Linked DNA regions of Anser cygnoides: region 2 is linked to region 1. The links are chromatin contacts, called in public Hi-C maps. All regions are on one chromosome and are shown on one strand. Each heading gives the region's core, a stretch centred on a gene start, on an enhancer-like site or on the middle of the called end of the contact. The rest is flanking DNA. Distances are from core to core; before and after follow the strand shown. Region 1 has its middle 51 kb from the start of IVNS1ABP. Region 2 holds the start of SWT1 (SWT1 RNA endoribonuclease homolog).

Evidence for each region. A called contact is a pair of places that touch in the nucleus more often than the background predicts.
Region 2: a contact with region 1 is called in a Hi-C map of liver, with 6 times the contacts expected there. The contact joins the promoter of SWT1 here to the enhancer-like site in region 1. A contact is called at or near these places in 2 of 7 Hi-C or Micro-C datasets (both in liver).

What each region holds. Positions count from the first base shown.
Region 1 is chr8:16,528,866-16,533,356 of Taihu_goose_T2T_genome, forward strand. No RefSeq gene overlaps it. Among named protein-coding and RNA genes, the nearest start is that of IVNS1ABP, 51 kb to the right of the region's middle. Within about 2 kb of position 2,141, at least 3 of the 3 cell types and tissues checked have open chromatin away from gene starts, as enhancers often do. A contact at or near this core is called in liver, where this site is marked.
Region 2 is chr8:16,641,194-16,645,709 of Taihu_goose_T2T_genome, forward strand. SWT1 (SWT1 RNA endoribonuclease homolog) reads right to left here and starts at 2,475. Exons shown (of 19, transcript XM_067001477.1): 1 at 2,317-2,475; 2 at 1,069-1,143. The coding sequence starts at 1,134. It overlaps TRMT1L (tRNA methyltransferase 1 like), which reads left to right and starts at 2,567. Exons shown (of 16, transcript XM_048059239.2): 1 at 2,567-2,761. The coding sequence starts at 2,617.

The sequences.
Region 1 (4,491 bases), core at 891-3,390:
TGGGCCTTCCTCCCATTATCAGGCTCTTTAGTGACAGACAAATCTTAAGAAGTTAAGGTAAAGCTCCTAACATGATTCAAGTCAGTGGTAGTTTTGATATTGAATTCAGATCTACATCCACATCTCTTTGTCCCTTTCACAGCAAATGCAGGGTTTTTAATGAGATTATCATCTGTCTCTGCAGAAAGTAGATGCACAAATACCACCAAGCAGTACCATTTCGGGAGCTACTGCCAGCCTCAGGCGCGATTTTCAGTCTCAAGGAATCCAAGTCAGCGTGAGCTCCATAACACTTCACTCCTGTTTTTACAAAAAATACAGTTCCAGTGGGGCCACTTCCACCCCGAGAAGTCAGTTTGCAGAGAAACCAGTTTGGGATTATCAGTGACTTGATAGAAATCAAGCTGTGAGCTGTCTGTGCCTGCTTGCCACTCCAGTCACCAATCTACTGTTCATTATCAGCACCTAATAGGCTCAGAGCCAGCAAATAGGAAATAGCAGGTGGAGAGGATGAACTGGAATTTAGACAACAGGACACAAGCCTTTTAAGGCATCCGATTTACAAACACGGAAGAAATTGACACCCAGGCTTTTTCTTTTGTCAAGCCACTGTCTATCAGGAAGTACCTACTGGCATGTTTTCAAACTCTTATATCAAACTCTGTCAAAGAAGGGCAAGCAGGGAAGAAAAAAATTCAAAAGGTGGTGTTAACATTCATCTACTGACCAATATATTTGTATAACATCTAAATGAAGCAGCATGCCAAAGGTTCCATTTGCAAATTAAGGCTTGCTCTATAATCCTCAGTTTGCTTTAGATTTGTACTGATGTAGTAAAAAAAAAAAAAAAACCTATATATACCTGATTACATTCATATGTTTTGCAACAATTCAGTTCATGAAATCAACAGCAACAACAACAAACCCAAATATTGATATATTTCCTAAGTCTGAAAGCCCCGTGTGTTTTGGTTTTCTGCCTTATCTGGCCAATACACATGGCCTTATAACGTATTATGTGTTTTCTAAAAGTCAATTTTTAATCAACTGCAGTCTTAGTGACCTCCTCTGGAGCATTCAAAGTACAGTCCAGGTTTGGTTTACATATTGATAGGTCACTCCAGAACAAGATCAGTGATCCATGGAAGCATTTCATATGAAATTCAGCCAACAGCATACTCCGCCAACAGCTGACCGTACTGAAAGCCATCCTGGGCATGCATGGTAACTACCTTTTCTAGCTGAGCCTGGTCCAGTCTCCCTCCAGACAGTCATCACTCTGTTGCAGGTATATCTAGCTGTGTCTCGCATGATTTCCTCTGGATCCAGGCTGAATTCAGTCCCTGTTTCTCCTAAGAGGTCTTTCAGGCATGCCTGCACTCACCTCTTGTCCCAGTGCTTTCTGTAGAGATGCATATCTGTAGTTGGTTTCACTTTCCAAAAAACAGGGACCCAGTTGTACAGTTCCACACACTCCCCCAAAATGCTGCTTAGCTCTTCAGGCATCTGGCAGCAGATGGTATCCTCAATACCAGTGGGAACTACTGTGAGCGTCAAAGCAGGCAATCAACTGATGTACCCAATACACGTAAAACTCTCAGCAGAGAGTCATCCTCACTCCCCACCATCCTGAGATGTAGGGAACATTGAGGAAATGCAGTGAGGGTGCAGCACTGGAGGACGGTAAGCAGGGCAGAGGGTATGCCAGGCAGCAGGGATACGCAGCACCATCTCCCAGGCCAGGAGCATCAGGAAGTTTCCACAACACTTGCAGTGTGCTTCCTTCAGCAACCTTGGAGCTAAAACAGAGTGGCCCTAAGGACACTCTATGCACCTTGTGGGGATACAGCTTGTCTGGTTTGTCCTTACGTGATTGAGCTCTGAGCAGAAAGGGAGAAGGATCTGGGCATACCAAAACCGTACCATCAAAACACCTACATATTACAGCAAGAAGTGTTATTAAAATGAGTTACACAAGCATAAAAGGATCTACAACAGGCAAGGGAAAATATGAACACAGACTCCTCAGAGTAAATCAGAAGTTTGCTCTTTGTGCAGCTATCATAGATCATCCTATTCCTGGACACTGCTGTAATATTTCTGTCTCGAATGAAAACTGAGCAGAAATATGTTTTATCCTGTCTATTGGAAAAATTTCTCAAACCCACTAGCAGGTTTGTTTTGTTCTCTAGGAGTTTATACAAGGCGCCTTTATACAGCTAACCAGCAAGATGGATGGAAATCTTGAATTCCATGTTTTTAGCCAGCTACTTTAATTTACTTTAGCTACTTTCAAAGTGTCCCAAACACAGCAATAATCTGTAGTATTAAATAAAATTGGATTTACTTTAGCACTAATTGAACTGTGCTACCTGCCACCCCTTGTTTTGTATACAATAGGTAAATAGTACAAGTAGTTTTGTGGAGTTACTCTGGGAATAGTTTATTTCTGTTTCCCTTCTCAAAGCTGCACAGAGTGTTCCCTCAGGTTCACACTTAACCTACTCCTTGTGCTAACATTGTGTTGATGTTTTTAACCACCTGAAATATATTTGTTTTAATGACCCATATCCTGATGTCAACCTGGCCACAAAAATAAGTTCATAAAAGTACTGGGAAATAGAAGGTACAAGTTCAAAGGCAGGCATTTCTGTTTTGCCTGGTTTAGGGTCGTGCTGGCCAGCTTCCAGGGAACAATGGTTGCATCTTGTTTACACAAGGCCGAGCAGACAACCCCTTCCTGCCAGGAGTACTTGAAAGCCTGCTGTCAAAGTGGGCTACCTGCCTGGGAAATGGGCAAGGAGGCAGAGACCCGTCATCTGGAAAGGTTATTTTTCCCACAGTCGGGAGGACAGCTAGAACTGCCCTTCCTCCTCGTATGTTGTTTTCAGTTTGAATCAAGATTGCACTCTCTAAAGCGTCAGATCCACTCCACAAACCTGTAAACAATCATATTCTCTTTTAAATATTTACAGCAGAAAGAAAACAGGACAAGTTTTGGTCACTTTGCCGCAGGAGTATGTATGACTACTGTGTAGTTACAACACTAGTGCAGTCTTACACTTGCCTCACATCCACCCAGGAAATTGCTTTATGCAGTGCTTTCTACAAAGAGCTGGGCTAAACTGTTCCCTTATTTTACACAGATCACTAGATTGGACCTCTCCAATAAAACACAATATGTGCTGTGTCCTTGCAGAGGTATGGGCTGTTTACCTAAGCTTGCTAAAACAGGATTTGATCTGCAGTATGTTGAGCAAATATACCACTGTCTTAAAGGTGAAAAGAGAATCTGAGTAGTGTGTCAGCCAGCCAACCTTTAACCCTTTGAAAAGTCATGCTTAAACAAATGTGAACCAAGAATACAGGCTAATTAAAATAAGGCAACAAGTTGTCAAAGCAGTATACCTTCCTGCCTGGATGGGGCAAGTGCTCTAGTGGCTAAAGGTTTCTTTCCTCGAGGTAGAAAGGGACATTGCCACAGGACATTCTCACAAGGAACTGCCACCAGAGTATAGCTACCAAATCATGGATGTGCAACACGCTGAAACAAATTCCTCTCCAAATGCAGCCATCAATGAAAGATTAATATCAGACCTGGAGGGTATTGCAAGTGGGACCATATCACGTTTAGGGCGAGTCTAGAACTCATATCTTAATGCAATAACTTGGGTGAGAATAGAGGAAGTGTGCTTATAAAATTTGCGACGCAATTGCAGATGCTTTGGAGGACAGGATAAGAACTGAAAGTTGGCACAACAAATTGAAAAGGAGGTCAAAAAGAAAAGAAACAGGACCCCAAAGAGCTTATCTACCCTGTCTGACCCACAGGATCGGTTCTACCAACACAACTACTTCAATTTTTCTGTCACACTAATTCTTAAAATCCTCTAGTGGTCAAATTTCCATGTATTCTGTATTTATTTTTCCCCCAGGGCTTTACTACGCTTACTGCTAGAAGAGCTTTCCAAAAAAATAAACAAAATCTCCCTTACTACAATCTGAGGGTTTTTTTAAGGGTTTACAGATTTATGTCCCACAGTCCTTCCTTTGGCTGTCTTTAAATTGGAAGAACTGGGGTTGTTTTACTTTTTCCCTAAAAATTATATTTACATTATATTAGATCTTTGATCACACTCTCTGCTTTCCTCCTGATGCTCTCTGATCAGCCCATGCCTCTCCTGAAAAGCAGCATCCAAAGCCGGACCCAGCTCTCCCGTCAAGGTCTTACTAATGCTGAGCAGAGTAGACACATTACTACTCTTCTTCAAATAACGCTCCTCATTTCACACTCTGTTACAATATTACCTTCTCCATAGCAGCAGACCATTGCTGCTTAGCATTTGATCTGTGATTCCTTCTGCTGGCCTCCATTTCTTTGCTGCAGCTTCCTCGGTGCAACAGCTTCCTCCATGCACACAAAATGACCTCTTGAAATCAAACTAGACATTGAGGGCTCTGAAGTCAGAAGCCCACACCTCCACTTTTCCG
Region 2 (4,516 bases), core at 1,225-3,724, 110 kb after region 1:
TTGCACTAGGTCAATGCTTGCATGTAGCAATATTTAACTTTGGCCCAAATAGACTGCAGACATGCAATAGTGAACTCGGTACTCTTTGAATTGGTATAGGCATTAGTAAAGGCAATACAGCTGTAGTAGGAGGTTTCAAGCAAAATCTTTAACCTTTGTACTGTAGAAGAAAAAATAAAAACGGCAAAGCCTTAGCGTAAGCTAATATTAAAAGACAAATGGAATAATAAGGAATTTGGAAGAAAAAACAGACATTTGGCTTTGAACTGTAATTTCTACATGGGCAAAAGGTTTCTAATGTGTATAACTCAGTTTATAGGGCCACAATATCACATTCATCAACAAACACTTGTAAATATTTGTTGAAAGATAAGACAATATGATAAGACAAAAGCACTCGCCTTTCATATATGCTTTACGAAAACCAAAGGAAAAATCTAGCAAACTGAAGCATGGATTTATTAAATTACTGGTTTATTGGCTATATATTACACTAGTAGTAGGAAATCTTTCCAGAAGTTCAAATGAACAATCAAAAGATCAATGGGAAGCTACATACAAGCATAACCAAAATGATTATCTATGATTATTTTACACACACACAACACACCCTACAATATACTAAGAATCTACATACAATTTTAGTCATTGCTTTGAATCTCATTGGTTAAGAGGAAATACCCAAGAGTCGCTTGTTAAAATATTGCAACTAATCATAAGTTATATATATATATATGAGCCAAGATAATGAACAACCCAGGAAAATGGTAGTAGTTTTGGTTACAGATTTCAGCTCTGCATTCCTCACCAGGAAGTTACGCTTAAAAAAAACAACTCACAACTTCCGACACGTATTCCACCCAGAGGCTCTAGAGAAAAACATATACCAGCTACCTGACTAGAACTTAGTAATTATCTGACAAATTCAGTCCTCCTGTTTTTAGTGGTCCTACCTTTCATTGTAAAGTTTGATTCATCCTTCCATAACAAAACTGCTAAATAATTCGTGTTCCTCCCTTGAACATGGGCATATGATTAAAAAAAAAAAATTAATACAACTATTCCTACTTTGTCATCCTGGCCATCCAAACTGTCCTCCTTTCCAGTTAATTTCTTCAGTTTCTTTTTAGGCATCTTCAAACCCTAAGGGAAAAAAAATAAGTGTTAGTATTATTATTTACTTCAAATTTTAACCCTTACTGGTATAGAAATAATTTAACTTCATTATGAAAAAAAAACAACTTTGTTTTCTCTTCCAAGTACGAGCCACAGCAAATTTGAACAGTGTTGACAATCCATATCTCACTGACAAAACTACCCAGAAGAAAGGGTGGCCATTCCTTACTCTACTATCTGCTTCCGAGATGTAGATTTTCTACTAGTAAACATACCAGATGAGCAGAGGCTAACACCCTTTTATAGCCTTTATTATAACAGTGAACTTCTAAAGCAGTTCCAACTCTAATTCTTGCCTTAGACTCCCCCCTTCCCAGGAAGGAAGATGTTATACGACACAGGGCCCTTTGGATGCTGAGCGACAAAACTACACGTGAAGCAATACCAAATTTGCCATGACTTACTACAGAATTGAAATACTAGTTTTTGCCAATGATAAGCAAAGAGCAGAACTGGATGACAGAGAGGAACAGTAAGCAGTTGCTAAAGCTCAAGTCAGTTAGGTCTCTCACCGTAAAGAGACTAACAGGGAAATCTGCTCCACAAACAAGTCTCACCCTGCTGTCACACCAGGACAATGCCTTCGCCAGGCTGCCCCCCTGGTCCAGCCGCCCAAGGAACACAATTAGTGCTCCCTCAAACCGTGTATTTAACGCAGGCTGAGCCTGGGAGACCTCCCTGCTCCCTGGTGAGCTTGTCACCTCATTACTTCTGCCCCAAACCTGGACGTGCTGCCTCTCCGACCGTGCCTCGCCCCAGCTCGACGCGCCCCATGCGAGCAGCGCAGCGAGGAGCTGGACGAGCCTCGTGCCTGGCGCGGCGCTCTGGGGGCACAAGCCGCTCACCCCCGCCGACGAGGCCAGCGGCGGGCGTGGAGGGCCGTAGGAAAGCTTCACCGCCCGCTCCCAGACCCCGCAGCCGGCTTCCCGAAGCACCGGCCAGCCGCCGGCGGAGCGGTGCCGCAGCAACTGTTGAAGTAACCGCGGCCGGAGCCTCCCCTTAGCTGAGGCCCAGCAAGTCCCGGCAGCGCCTGCCCCGGCGCTCGGGGCACGAACCGGGCGGCCTCCCCCCGGCCCCGGCCCCGGCCCCGGCCCCGGCCCCGGCCCCGGCCCCGGCCCCGGCCCCGGCCCCGCCTCGCACCCACCGCCCCGCCGGCGTCGCAACGGCTCGGCTCGGCGCGGGGCGCCTCAGCCCCTCGCCCCGCTCCGGCCCAGAAAGCGACCGCTCCCTGCTCCTCGCTCCTCCTCCCCCCGTCCTTCCCCCGCCGCGCAGGGCCCGGCCCGCGGCCCAGCGGCGCTCTGGGAAGTGTAGGCGGCGCTCGGCACCTCCCCGCCCGCCCCGCCGTCGCCGCGCCCCCCGCCCGCCTCCGTCCCTGCCTCCCTGCGAGGCGCGGGGATCTCGGTCCGGCCTCTGCTCGCCTGCCGCACGCCCCCGGAGAAGATGGCAGCGGAGGAGGCCGCGGAGGCCGCGCTGGCTCAGCTGCCCCCCGAGCGGGAGCGGGACGAGGAGGAGGAGGAGGACGAGGAGGAAGAGGAGGAGGACGAGGAGCGGAGCCCCGGGGGCGGCGGCGAGGCCGCGGCGCTCAGTAAGGGCCGCGCGGGGGGAGGGCGCGGGCAGCGGCTCCCGGCGGGCGCTGAGGGGGCGGCCGCCATGTGGCGCCGCGGCGTGAGGGGCGATCGCTGCGGAGCGCGGCCGCAGCGCCGAGCCGGGGCCGGTAACAAAGAGCGGCGCTCGGCCGTGCCAGCCCGCCGCCCCGGGCAGCCGCTGAAGGTGCGAGAAACGGGCTGCGGGGTGCCCGGTCACCGGCGGTGCGGGCTCTTTTCCTGTGGTAGCGTTAGCAGCCGCCTCGCAGCACGTGCGGCCGCGTGCAGGCCTGTTTCTTCTTACAGCTCTCTCACCAAAAAAATCTTAGTTTTGTCTCTTCCGTTAATAAGCTGCGTAGAAACCGTCACCAGGCACCACGTAACTCTTTAATAGATGAGTAGGCAGGACATCGAAGTATGTCTCAGGTGAGTTTTCAGCTTTAAAAATAGATCTGTGAGAAATACAGCGATACTCTGAGTTGCAGGGCTGGTCTGGATCTGATTCAAGGTACTTGGAAGAATTTTGCTCTGCGCTTTCTCCATTTTTCTAAACTATTTTTCTCTGATCTCTGTCTTCAGGTGTTCATTCCTCTTTTTATTTCTTTGTAATAGGCAAGATCCGTGTCAAACTGCAATGTTTAAAAGCAAACAGACAAGACAAAGCAAGGGAGACTTAAGAACTGCTGTAAGATCTATTCGGGCCTTACCCTGTCTGTAGTAGTGGCCAGAAGTAGATGACTGGGGGAAGAACAGAGCAACCAGCCGACCATCAACGCATTCTCCAGAAATACTTTCAAACACAAAACACCTTGTGGCTCATCATTTTCTTGAGCCAAAGGTAGCGCTTTGGGGTTTAAAAGCCTGTTATGGATTTCTCTGCAGTATAATTCTTTCTTTGGCACTCACAGACTTGCAGCAGCCAGTGGCAGGGAGGTCTGCAGCATAGCAGTAGGTTATACAGAAAACTTCTGCTCTGATTTTCCATCTGCTCTTTCCATTTGGTCCATCCCAGGTTCTGCTGGAGCACTGCTGATGTCTGTGCTCCCTCTGTGTCTCATGACTTTATGGATGTTATGTACGGGCTGAAAAGTCATAGCCTGTTCTGTTGTTTCTCCATGGCTAAGAACCTATGCCATAAATCTGTTGTTTCTTGTCACCATTTTTTGGAACTTTGCTGGTTCTGTGTCCCTTTTGAGCTTGGGGGATATGTGGCAATACTGTTCAATACGCAGGCTTTCTGCATTTTTTCCTAGAACTTCCTTATGCTGGGTTTTGGAGAGGATTTATACCTGTTCTTTCAATCAAAATTGTTTAAAACCCTAAGATTGTAATCCTGATGATGCTCAGCTCAGAGCCCATCCATTCGTTCCATTCATATGTGAAATGAAGATTATTTTTCTCCCATGTCCACCACTTCTCTTTGTTTGTTTCATTGCCCACTCAAATGCCTTTTTCCAGATTGTTCAACTAGTCATAAACAGTTCTAAACTTCTGCTTTTAAACTTTATTTATCACTACTCTATGGTTAAACATATTTGGACTTCCTGCTTGCCTGCCTTGTCTTGTGTTGCATTTTGCCAGAAAATAACATGCAAATATTATTTTATTAACTTCAAACATCTGATAATACAGATGGGTGAATGGTTTCTTCCGTGGATTCCAAGGATAAGCAATAATCATTCTGATGTTATTCTCAGTAGTGATTATACAATTTTTCTCCTTCATAGTTGTTAGTCACATTTGCTGGTAGAAGCGCC